Regions from separate parts of the Mus musculus genome. Here region 2 is linked to region 1. The links are chromatin contacts, called in public HiChIP or PLAC-seq maps. All regions are on one chromosome and are shown on one strand. Each heading gives the region's core, a stretch centred on a gene start, on an enhancer-like site or on the middle of the called end of the contact. The rest is flanking DNA. Distances are from core to core; before and after follow the strand shown.

Evidence for each region. HiChIP or PLAC-seq counts read pairs in DNA pulled down with a chosen protein or histone mark.
Region 2: an H3K4me3 HiChIP or PLAC-seq map of embryonic basal ganglia shows a contact between it and region 1, with 4 times the contacts expected there. The contact joins the enhancer-like site here to the promoter of Ccn6 in region 1. A contact is called at or near these places in 5 of 15 datasets of contacts at CTCF or cohesin (CD8 T cells, the NIH/3T3 cell line, large pre-B cells and 2 more), 9 of 484 Hi-C or Micro-C datasets (the HPC-7 cell line, bone marrow-derived macrophages, embryonic fibroblasts and 4 more), 18 of 115 datasets of contacts at active chromatin or transcription factors (the NIH/3T3 cell line, T-cell acute lymphoblastic leukemia, Th17 cells and 14 more) and 2 of 9 other capture datasets (adipose tissue and embryonic stem cells).

What each region holds. Positions count from the first base shown.
Region 1 is chr10:39,162,308-39,167,281 of GRCm38.p6, reverse strand. Ccn6 (cellular communication network factor 6) reads left to right here and starts at 3,488. Exons shown (of 5, transcript NM_001127376.1): 1 at 3,488-3,689. The coding sequence starts at 3,642.
Region 2 is chr10:39,658,011-39,662,953 of GRCm38.p6, reverse strand. All of the region lies in intron 2 of E130307A14Rik (RIKEN cDNA E130307A14 gene), which reads left to right. It also overlaps the pseudogene Gm8899. Among named protein-coding and RNA genes, the nearest start is that of Gm16364, 47 kb to the right of the region's middle. Within about 2 kb of position 3,408, at least 212 of the 459 cell types and tissues checked have an H3K27ac peak or open chromatin away from gene starts, as enhancers often do. A contact at or near this core is called in the NIH/3T3 cell line, astrocytes, craniofacial prominence and 12 more, where this site is marked.

The DNA of each region.
Region 1 (4,974 bases), core at 2,239-4,738:
TGCCAGGTGCTTCAGGCTATGCATCGTTGTGAAGTTCCTCATGGAAGTTTGTCCACACAGGAACCTCTGCGGCCAAGTGAATCTCCTAACACCTCATGCTGAGCCAAGTCCCATTGGACTCTTGGTCCCTCTTGATATCTAGGAGGAGACCAGGAAAAAGACATATACTGAAAACACAGGCAAATTACCATGATACGGGCGACTGTGTGATGTATAGACTCTGTGGCGAGGCTGTGGGATATGGCAGGGTGACAGAAAGCTTTTGGTCCTGGCCACACACTGGCTTCCAGGGAAGGCAAACAAAGGAGATAGCAGTGGTACCCATCCCACATTGTGACCAGGAGAATCAGGTGGTTCATATACAACACTGAGTGCCATAGGGAGTCCAGAAAGCCAGGTCAGATGTTATGTGTTATTATAATTCAGTCTGCTTTCCCTGAGGGGAGCATGGCCCTCCCTCAGAGTGTGCTTTCTTTCCAGTAGGTTACCACGCAATAATCGCTGTTGCTCTTTCAGACAGGGTGAACATTGCCTGCTCCATAGCCAGAGAGATTGGAGAAGAAGTGAGCTTCTCCTGTGCCAAGCTTGCTGACCAACATTAAGGTTTCTGACTTTGCCTCTGCAGAGGCGGGTAGACTAGCTGTGAAGATATCCTTAGTAATGGGCTTTGTCCTTTGCTGACAGCGTCCTGTCACTAGAGGCAAACCTAAACCTCCTGCCTGAGCCATGGGGCAGAAACCCTCTTTACCTGGCATTGCCTCTGAACTTCGGAAGCCACTTGCTCAGACTCCCCACTGCAATCTAAGTTAGCTCTTGCCTGTCACTCCTTCTGAGCTCTTTTATGTCATGAGCCTTTATTCAATTTTTAATGATAGATATTTTGTGTGTTTATTTATTCAAGGTCTGCTCTGCCAATAGATTGCAGAGCTCCAGAGGGCAAAGACTAAGAGTGTTTTATTGACCAAGCACAATGACTTAGCTTTAACTTTTTAATCTGTTAAATGAGGACAGCGATAGGGCTTTTGTTCACCTCACTGAGCTGTGAAATTAAAAGAGATAATACACGAGAAACATCCTTGTAACTCACGAAATGTGCTTCACATAATAGAGATGCTTAGGGCTGTGTCTGTTGGAGGGGACATCAGAGGCTGAGTGTTTATGAATGAGATCATAGTGAGAGACTAGATCCGAATAGCAAGCACTTGGAAATGGATACACGCCGGGACAGCTTTTACTGCATAAAGCTGAACACAGCAGTTCCAGCCTCTAAAAATATCCCATCACTCAGAACTCTCAGTCAGTGAAATAGTTAAGCACAGAGAAGTCTGGGGGAGCCGGAGCTGGCAGCGAGTAGCCCAGAGCCTCTCAACCGCAGGAGGTTTTGCTAATTAGTTCTCCATTTCCTACTGAGAGGCAAGGACAGACAGACAGCAGTGACATCCTCCCTGTTCCACAGTGGAGTTCAGAGTAAAGGAAGACATTTCCAGAAAAATGGCCGCTGCTGCCAGTTTTCCACAGAGTGAATGGGAGGAGCATGAATCTCTGCAAGACCAATCGCTGCCAACGAAAGCAGCTTTATGTCTGAAACAGGGAGTTAGCGCCAGAGAGATGTCGTTGACTAGCCAGGGATGAAGAAGTTATCAAGTCTGGTGGCCAGGAATCACTGAGCCTGGGGGTTCAAAGGCCAGATGATCACTAAACCAGGACAATCAAAAGAGAAAGATCAGGCTGGATCAAAAGCAAGCACAGTCTCTTCTGCTGAGCCACTCTGGGGTTTTGTCTTAATTCTCAAGGAGCAGGATACCCCGGGGATGGTTAGTTTTGATTATCAACTTGGCAAGCTCTGGAACCAATTATGAAATATGTCCTTCCTTGGATCTGTAGGGGTGTTTTTAGAAAGGATTAAGGGAGATGGGAAGACCTACCCTGGATTTGGGCGGCACTGTCCTGCGGGACAGGGTCCCAGCCTAGATAAGGATAAAGCAAACTGAGCTCTGACTTTCATCTCTGCTTCCCGACTGTGAATGCATTGTGAACAGTGGCCTTATGTTCTTGCCATGACTTCCCTGCCATGATTGACTGTGCCTTCCAAGTGTGAGCCAACATAAGCCCTTCTTCAAGATCCATTTGCCAGACATTTAACTGATCCAAGACCTTAGGGTGGCAAATGAAAAGGGTACTGTGAGGTTTGTATAAGCTTGGCCCAGAGAGTGGCATTATTTGGAGGTGTGGCCTTTTTGGAATAGGTGGGTCACTGTGGGCATGGGCTTTAAGACCCTTGTCCTAGCTGTGTGGAAGTCAGTCTTCTCCTGTTTGCCTTGAGATGCCTGCACCATGCCTGTTTGGATACTGCTATGCTCCCACCTTGATGATAATGGACTGATCCTCTGAACTGTAAGCCAACCCCAATTAAATGTTGTCCTTATAAGAGTTGCCTTGGTTATGGTGTCTGTCCACAGCAGTAAACCCCTAACTAAGAAGGGTACCATCTGGGTGGCCCAGTGCACATATAGCTGCAGGCTACTGTGATGTGTGCATGCTCATGTGCTATTGGCTCTGTGGGAGCACAGCCTCCCAGAGGTCACCGCTGTGGGAGGCCTTACTTATGTGCTAAATTCATGCTCATAAGGGTGGGAAGAAAGAGGCCCGGACACTGTAGATCACGTGACAGGCCAAAGGGAGAAGAGCTGTGGGAAGGTAGGTTTCGCCTGCTGGATCTTCAGGAAGACAAGACTTGGACAGAGAAAGAACAAAGGTTAAAATGGATACTCTTAACTCTTGTCCTGGTGACAACACAGGAGGGGACAGGCTGGTGGCCACATGTGTGTGCACACATGGTGTGTTTCTGGAGAAATGGTTCAAATTCAGAGTAACTTACTTTTTAGAGTTTTAAAGATTGTTTTAACTGATACACAAAAACAAAATTATATGTATTAATGGGCATCTTGTAGTGTTTCGTATGTTAAAAAAAATTCTCACTCCAATTTTCTAATTGGGAAAATCTAATTGGGAAAACCTAATTGGGGAAACCTAGGGTTAATTTTCTGTTGTCTCCCACAAAACTACAACTGCAGATAGGAGCCTAGTTTAAGCAAATGTGCTGTGGGGAGTCTACTTACACCCACTAGGTTAACCCCTTACCATTGCCCCAGGGGTGAGATGTGTCGGAGTATAGGACGACATGGGGTGGGGGCTGCTCACCAGCTCAGGAAAGGCCTCTAGAATCTGCTGTTGGTAGGACATGAAACTCAAGTGACATGAAATGGGGAGAGACTGGACCAACACCCGGCAGAGAAATCAGAGAGACCAAGGGCAAGGTGGGAAAGATGTCCAATGCCACCCAACTCCTGGAAGACGGGCTTGGATCTCAAGAACAGGATGTCCGTCCTCCCTCAGAGAACAACCTCCACTTGCTCTCGCAGAGTCCCTGTAGGAAGGTGTTGGCCCCTCCTGACGCACACCGTGCAGACCCAAGGAGCTTCTAGAAGTCCAGTGAAATCCGCAGGGCACTGGGACAGATCCTCAGACGGAAAGTGCAACCCGGGAGTCTGAAGCCCAGGAGGTGGAGACGTGGTTCCTTGTGCAGGAGACAGGGGAGCTTTGTGCCTGGCGCTTCTCCATCTCTCCATCCTCCCGGCATCATGCGTAGGCTCCTCTTTTGCACTCTGCTCATGACTGGGCTGACACAGGTAAGTCCTTGTTTCACATTCAGACTCCAGCTGTACATCTCCAGGCCCAAAGTACAGCTGCAAGGTAGAAATGGGGGAAATATACGGGTAATTATTTAATGAGAAATGGGGAGCCATTTTCCTTTCCAGAACGTTCAGTTTTAGCTTGGGAGTTTCGTCTCGATGCTGGACACTTCCCCCTTTGAGGTGTACACACTGAAGCCTTCTTGCAATGTGTGAACAGTCCACTAGTGTTCCCTTATGTCTATTTACACAGTCCACCCCAGCTCTCGGATGGGTAGCACTGACGGCCACAGCTGTAAACATGATCCCTTCATGAGAGGTTGCAGGCGCGGGCGGGCGAACACAAGGGCAGGCGGGCTCGCCTTTTCACAGCTTGTAGCATGCAAAGAGCTCCTGGCAAAAAAACGGGTTTGGCAATGATTTTTTTTTTTTCCCCCAGCTAAGCCTGTCCTTGTTTGAAAGGAACGCTTAGGAAGGAACATTTAGTGTTAAACTTTTACTTTATCTTTTCTCAAGCCTTGGGTCTTTCACTTTTTGTGAGTGAATCTGTCCGTGGAAGCTCTAAATAATTCGGAGGGCAGAGCATATGAAGTTTAATTTAAAATGAGCAATTCATTGCCTTAGTGTTTTTGATTGAGAAGATTAAAGCAGACAGAGTTACTTGCTGATTTATTTACATGAAGGTCACTGCTGGCTCTGACCTCTTCCGGTGACATAGAAAACATGGAAGGGTAAGGAGTTGGAGCTGAACATGGCTGGGGCAGCAGAGGTATTCTATACAGTAAGGGGAGTTGTTATACCGTCTAGAGGTGTGAGGTTTCAGAAGGCTCCTAAGAAGGATCTCAGCGATGGGTTCTTCCTGCTGGCACAGCTGGAGGACATTTCTTCAATAGCTCTGTGCCCAGCTCTCTCCTGTTCTACACTCTCAGGAGAGGCAGGTGGTTACTGTCAACTGAGGACTAGGGCATGTTCTTTTTTTTTTTTTAGTTTTTTTTAGAGCATGTTCTTAAACAGCAAATATTCTAGCACACAGAGAAATGTACAGAATAGAAAACAAGTGCAAATACAAAGAGATATTGTACTTAGACCACAAATTATCATTCGTGATTAATTTTGCCTTAATTATGTGTGGGTTTTTTGTTTGTTTGTTTGTTTGTTGTTTTGCTTTGTTTTGGTCATGGTGATAAAATACCTGAAAAATAATTAAAGGAAGGTTTATCTTGGCTCTCGGTTTAAGTTCATGGTTCTTGGCTGGACATTTCAGCCTCTGATGAGACACAGC
Region 2 (4,943 bases), core at 2,159-4,658, 500 kb before region 1:
TCTTGCTTCTAACATAGCTTTTCTCTTTTCCTTTATGTTTTCTCGTTTTATTCTCTGATCTGTTGTTTGTTCACAGAGCATCTCTAAAGTTTTCATTTGCTTGTTTCTTAACTCTTTGTCTCGGGCAAAGGCAAAATACCCAACACCAAGTTGTCGGGCCTCATTTTCCCGATGTCTTCATGGTGGCTGGGCCCCATTGGCTTTTTCAAGGGCTCCCTTTCTTCTTCCTCCCATTGCTGACGCTGAAGTTCTTTTCCTCATGTCTTCAGATAACAAAGTTTTTTCATTAGCAGGACTAACAAAAAGTCTCCCCTGAAGATTTTTATCCATCTCCAATAGACTTGGTAAATCCTTTCTCATGCAGCGCTGGGATCGGCCCAAAGAGTCCACATAATCCACCCATCCCTCACTGGGGTCTGGAGGAGGAGCGATGTTTTTTTCAGAAAACTCTCCTTCATCATCATCATCTCCCTCTCCCTCGTTTCGGGACTCTCTCGTGGCACCAAGCACCTCCATTTCTTTTCGCTTGTCTGTGATCTTCTGTGTGAAATCCACAAGGTACATGTCCTCCACTTCCTCATCTAGAAAGCCTCCTTTAGTCATCTTTTCATATAATTTGGCCTTTTCTTCCAATTTTTCCTTTGCTTTGTGTAAAGTCTTCTGCTCCTCAAGCTTTTGTCCAGCGTCCTTCTCTGCTCGGCTTGTAACACCCACATTTTGTTGGCTTCTTATTAATTGTCTTTGGTTTTCCAAAAACTCCAGAATCTTTTAGAAGTTTTTCTTGTTTGAATTCTTCTTGTTTTCGAAAGAGCTCCATCTTAAGATCTACCAAGGAGGAGGTTGTAGCGTCCAAGCTTTTTCTTTTGGTCCATCGTCCCGCCAAGGTGTCCGGTCCCAAGACGCAGCCTCCCTGTGGCCTCGGTCAGACCCTACGAGTTCGCCCCCCCCCCCCAGACATTTTCTTAATTGAGGTAACTTCCTCTCAGATAACTTTAGTTTGTGTCAAGCTGACATAAAACTGTCCAGCACAGGGGTATTTATTACTACAGTATATGAATCTGAACCACTGAACCCGTGATTCATTTGATTTCACTTGGGAAAAAAATAGATATAAAGTTGCTTTTGTAAATGTCACTTGGCAGCATCTTAAAAGTTGCATATTTGGGTTTTTGGTTTTTTTGTTGTTGTTGTTGTTTTGTTTTTGTTTTTGTTTTTCCAAGACAGAGTTTCTCTGTATAGCTTTGGCTGTCCTGGAACCCACTTTGTAGACCAGGCTGGCCTCGAACTCAGAAATCCACCTGCCTCTGCCTCCCATGTGCCGGGATTAAAGGCGTGTGCCACCATGACCAACCGCTAAAAGTTGCGTTATTTAATGGTTTGTTTTTCAGTCTGTTGTGATGGGTTGAATAATAATGGGCCCCATAGGCTCATATACTCAAAGGCTTGGTCACCAGGAAGTGGCACTGTTTGAAAGGATTAGGAGGTGTGGCTTGTGGGGGGGGGTGTCTTTGGGGGTGGGTTTTGGGTTTTCTAAGGCCCAAGCCAAGCTCAGAATCCCTCTTCCTGCTGCCTACAGATCCAAATGTAGAACTCTGAGATACTTCCCCAGCACCATGTCTGCCTGCTGTCATTCTCTCTGCCATGATGTTAATGGACTAAACTTCTGAAACTATAAGCAAGCCCCAATTAAATGCTTTCTTTTATAAGAGTTGCCTTGGTCACGGTGTCTCTTCACAGCCACAGAGCAGTGACAAAGACATCTGTTTAAAATGTTTTCATAACAAAATCATGTTGTCAGGATGTCAGCTGCCCCTCTCCCAGGTTGCCAGTTTCTAGCCCTTCTTCCCTGGTGTCTTCTTAATCGTGTAACTGCTGACCTCCGAAGGGTGGAGAACTCGGCACTGCATTCAATAAGACTATAGACAAAAGAAGCTAAATGTAAGCACAAGTGTGACAGGGTCAAGGTCTGTGCTTGTGGTAGAGGAAGAACAGTAGAGGGTTAATGCCTTGCACCACAGCTTGGATCAGTTCTTAAGTCAGCCATGCTTTTCTTATTGGGGTCAAAGGTCAGGCAATATGTAAGGGGCCAGCCAAGACAACCTCTCAGGCCAAGAGCTGACTGGCTAAGCAAGCTGTCCTCGTGTCAACTGTTTGCCATGACCATGCTCACAAATTGTTTTAGGAGCCATTGAGAATGAGCACCTTGTTTTAAACGTTTATTGTAAACTACAGTGGAAGACATGTCTCTCTAGTCACAAAGGAGAATACTGAGAATGGTTATTTCACACTAGTATGACTTGGGCCTTATAAAATTAAATGTAAGCTTCCTTAGTCTCTAGCTTAGGGGTTCTTTATAAAACCTCTGCGGTTGTGTATATTTCAGACCAAGAATCTACTGCTCTGGAACCTACTGGAGAGGGATTTCAAGCCAGGGAAACATAAGTTCTCTCAAGTTTCTAAGTAAACAAACTGTGGATAACAGCAGATTGGAGAGCAAAATCAGTCCTTGAACTCAAGGAACCGTGACAGACAAAATGCAAGATGCTAAATCAGTCAGGTCCTGACTACGCAAACACATTTCTCTGGTTATAGAGAAAGAAGCCTTTGACCAATGCCAGTGAGGTTCAGACAATACTGTTGTACCCAGATAAACTCAGAACCAGCAGCTTTCAGCCCAAGGCATTGCCTGGGATTTGGCAAAGGCCGGGCAGGTACCCGAGGCCAGCTGCCACTCTGTGGTGAAGCTGGCAGCCAGGCTTATAGCCAGCCTTTTCCAACGCAGTCCTTTGATAACACTGATTACATTTCCCTCGATAGAGCCTGGGGCTGATTGAGCAACAGCCAACTTCTCTGGGTAACAAAGAGGAGGGAAAGTAATCCAAACACAGGTTTTATTATAAAATCCAGGGAGTGAGAGAAGTATGTTTATTCTGTAAGATAGCACACCTGCTCAGGCCCCGGAGGCTCATTTCCATCAGTTGCCATGGCAAACTCGTTATACTTCAGGGCCATGTGGCTTTGTTTCCTTTTGAAATCTGGTCCTTGTCCTACCTTCTCTAACAACTCCAACACAATGGCATGGGAGCCTGCAACAGCATAATTGATTTCTCTGTCTCTCTATCAACAGTTCACATTTGTTCAGCACCGGCCTGAGTCTGCCTTCTCCTTTGAACTCCTTGCTAACCGTGAAGGCATGCTTCGAAAGCTATCCTCATTAACATTCCAGGTCTCTCTTCCCTGTCAGCAACAACAAAGCCCGCATCAATGGCCTCCTTCCTCCCTGCTTTACTGAGTGGCTCTGTTCCATGTTTTGCTGCTGATCCAGGTGCCCAGGCAAACAACACTGGGCTAAGAAGCATGCAGGAGAGAGTAAAAATAGAACAGCAGCTTGGACGCATACCAGAGCAGCTACTTCATCTCCACTGCTTTGCACACTAAGCCTGCTGGGATCCATCAGGCAGGAGTCCTCTTGCCCTCACCTTCTCCCCTCTCCTCCCCCCTCTCCAGCTGCCTTCTTCCATCAGCACCTTCCCAGTGAAGGGAGCAGAGGGAGGTCAGGCATGGGACAAGAAAGATGTGCCCTGGTGGTTTGAACTTTGAAGCCATAAGAGATCTGGGGGCTGTGACTATGCCTTCCTCACAAGACTTTCTAGAAAAGAGTGAGCAGGCGCTGACCTTGTTACCTCTGCCTAGTCACTCGAGCCCATGCTTCTCATTGTTTATCAAAATCTCAACACTTCCTAAACCATAAATGTGGCCTGGGACCACACCCAGACATCCCCTGAGAAGGTAAATACACAAGTCAGCTATGCTGACCTTTCTGCAGATCACCTGCTGGGCTCGATGCTAAGAGCTTGTGAGCAAATCCACACTCACACCGTCACACTGAAGGGGCACTGAACTGCTCACCATGTGTTCTGAGTTGAACCCACTTTTCAAGGGGAAAAAAAAGGAAGACTTGGTATGAAGTTAGGAATGTGCTATCCCTTGGATGTAGGTCTTCCAGAATGCTAACTATACTGGTTGGATTCTTTTGTGCTGTTTTATGCCTCGTGGTGAACTGTACTGTTCCTGCAGCCAGCCCTGCCACCACACTCTCCCAAGGGCAGTTACTCAGGCATCTCATTTCTCCATATTTCTCAAAGTACCACTTTTGTAGCATCAGAACAATACTATTATATTTAAATATCACAGTATTTAAAGAGTAAAACACATTTTTAAAAAAAATTACTGATTTTTGAGTGCATGCACACACACACACAGCTTTAAAAGAAGTTGATATAATTGCAGATTATTGTCTTCAAGCTTCAGGAAGGTTTTGAGGAATTTTAAGTTGGCCTAAGGTTCACATAGAACCACTATAAACTAAATATGCCAAACCATGTCAAGAGAAGCCACACTCCATATCATCACAGCAATAATTAATTCCCTGAAGAGATTCTCCCAGCACAAGTTGTGACATGATCATTTACTCTTGAAGTCACCAGAGGGTAGAGGTAATCTTCCCTCAGTCCTCCCATGTTCAGGAGGCTGTGTTTACCTCAGGGAGGAACTCTGTCACTGTGGATAAGAACACCAGTAAACCCCAGAAGGTGCCATAGGCTCGCCAGCCTTGAAGCTAGATCGCTGGGGCTAATAGCCCTGGAGTGAACTTGGATGAATCAGTTTCTTTGGATCCTGCTTCCTTCCTGCATAAAACAAAACTCAGGGCCCCTTTCAGAATGAAAATTCCATGACAGAAAAGTTACTTTACAATGTCATTATTCTGCTGCTTCTTTTGTTTTGTGTGTTGTTGAGTTGTGTCATATAGAGCTATTTGTGCTGGAAAATAGCACAAGACTCTCCGAGACGAGAGGTGTGGCTTCTTTGTAGTATTTTCCCACGGTGTAATCTACCTTCTCATTTCATCTGCTATTAGGAGAGGGTCTTCCAGATTCTTCTAG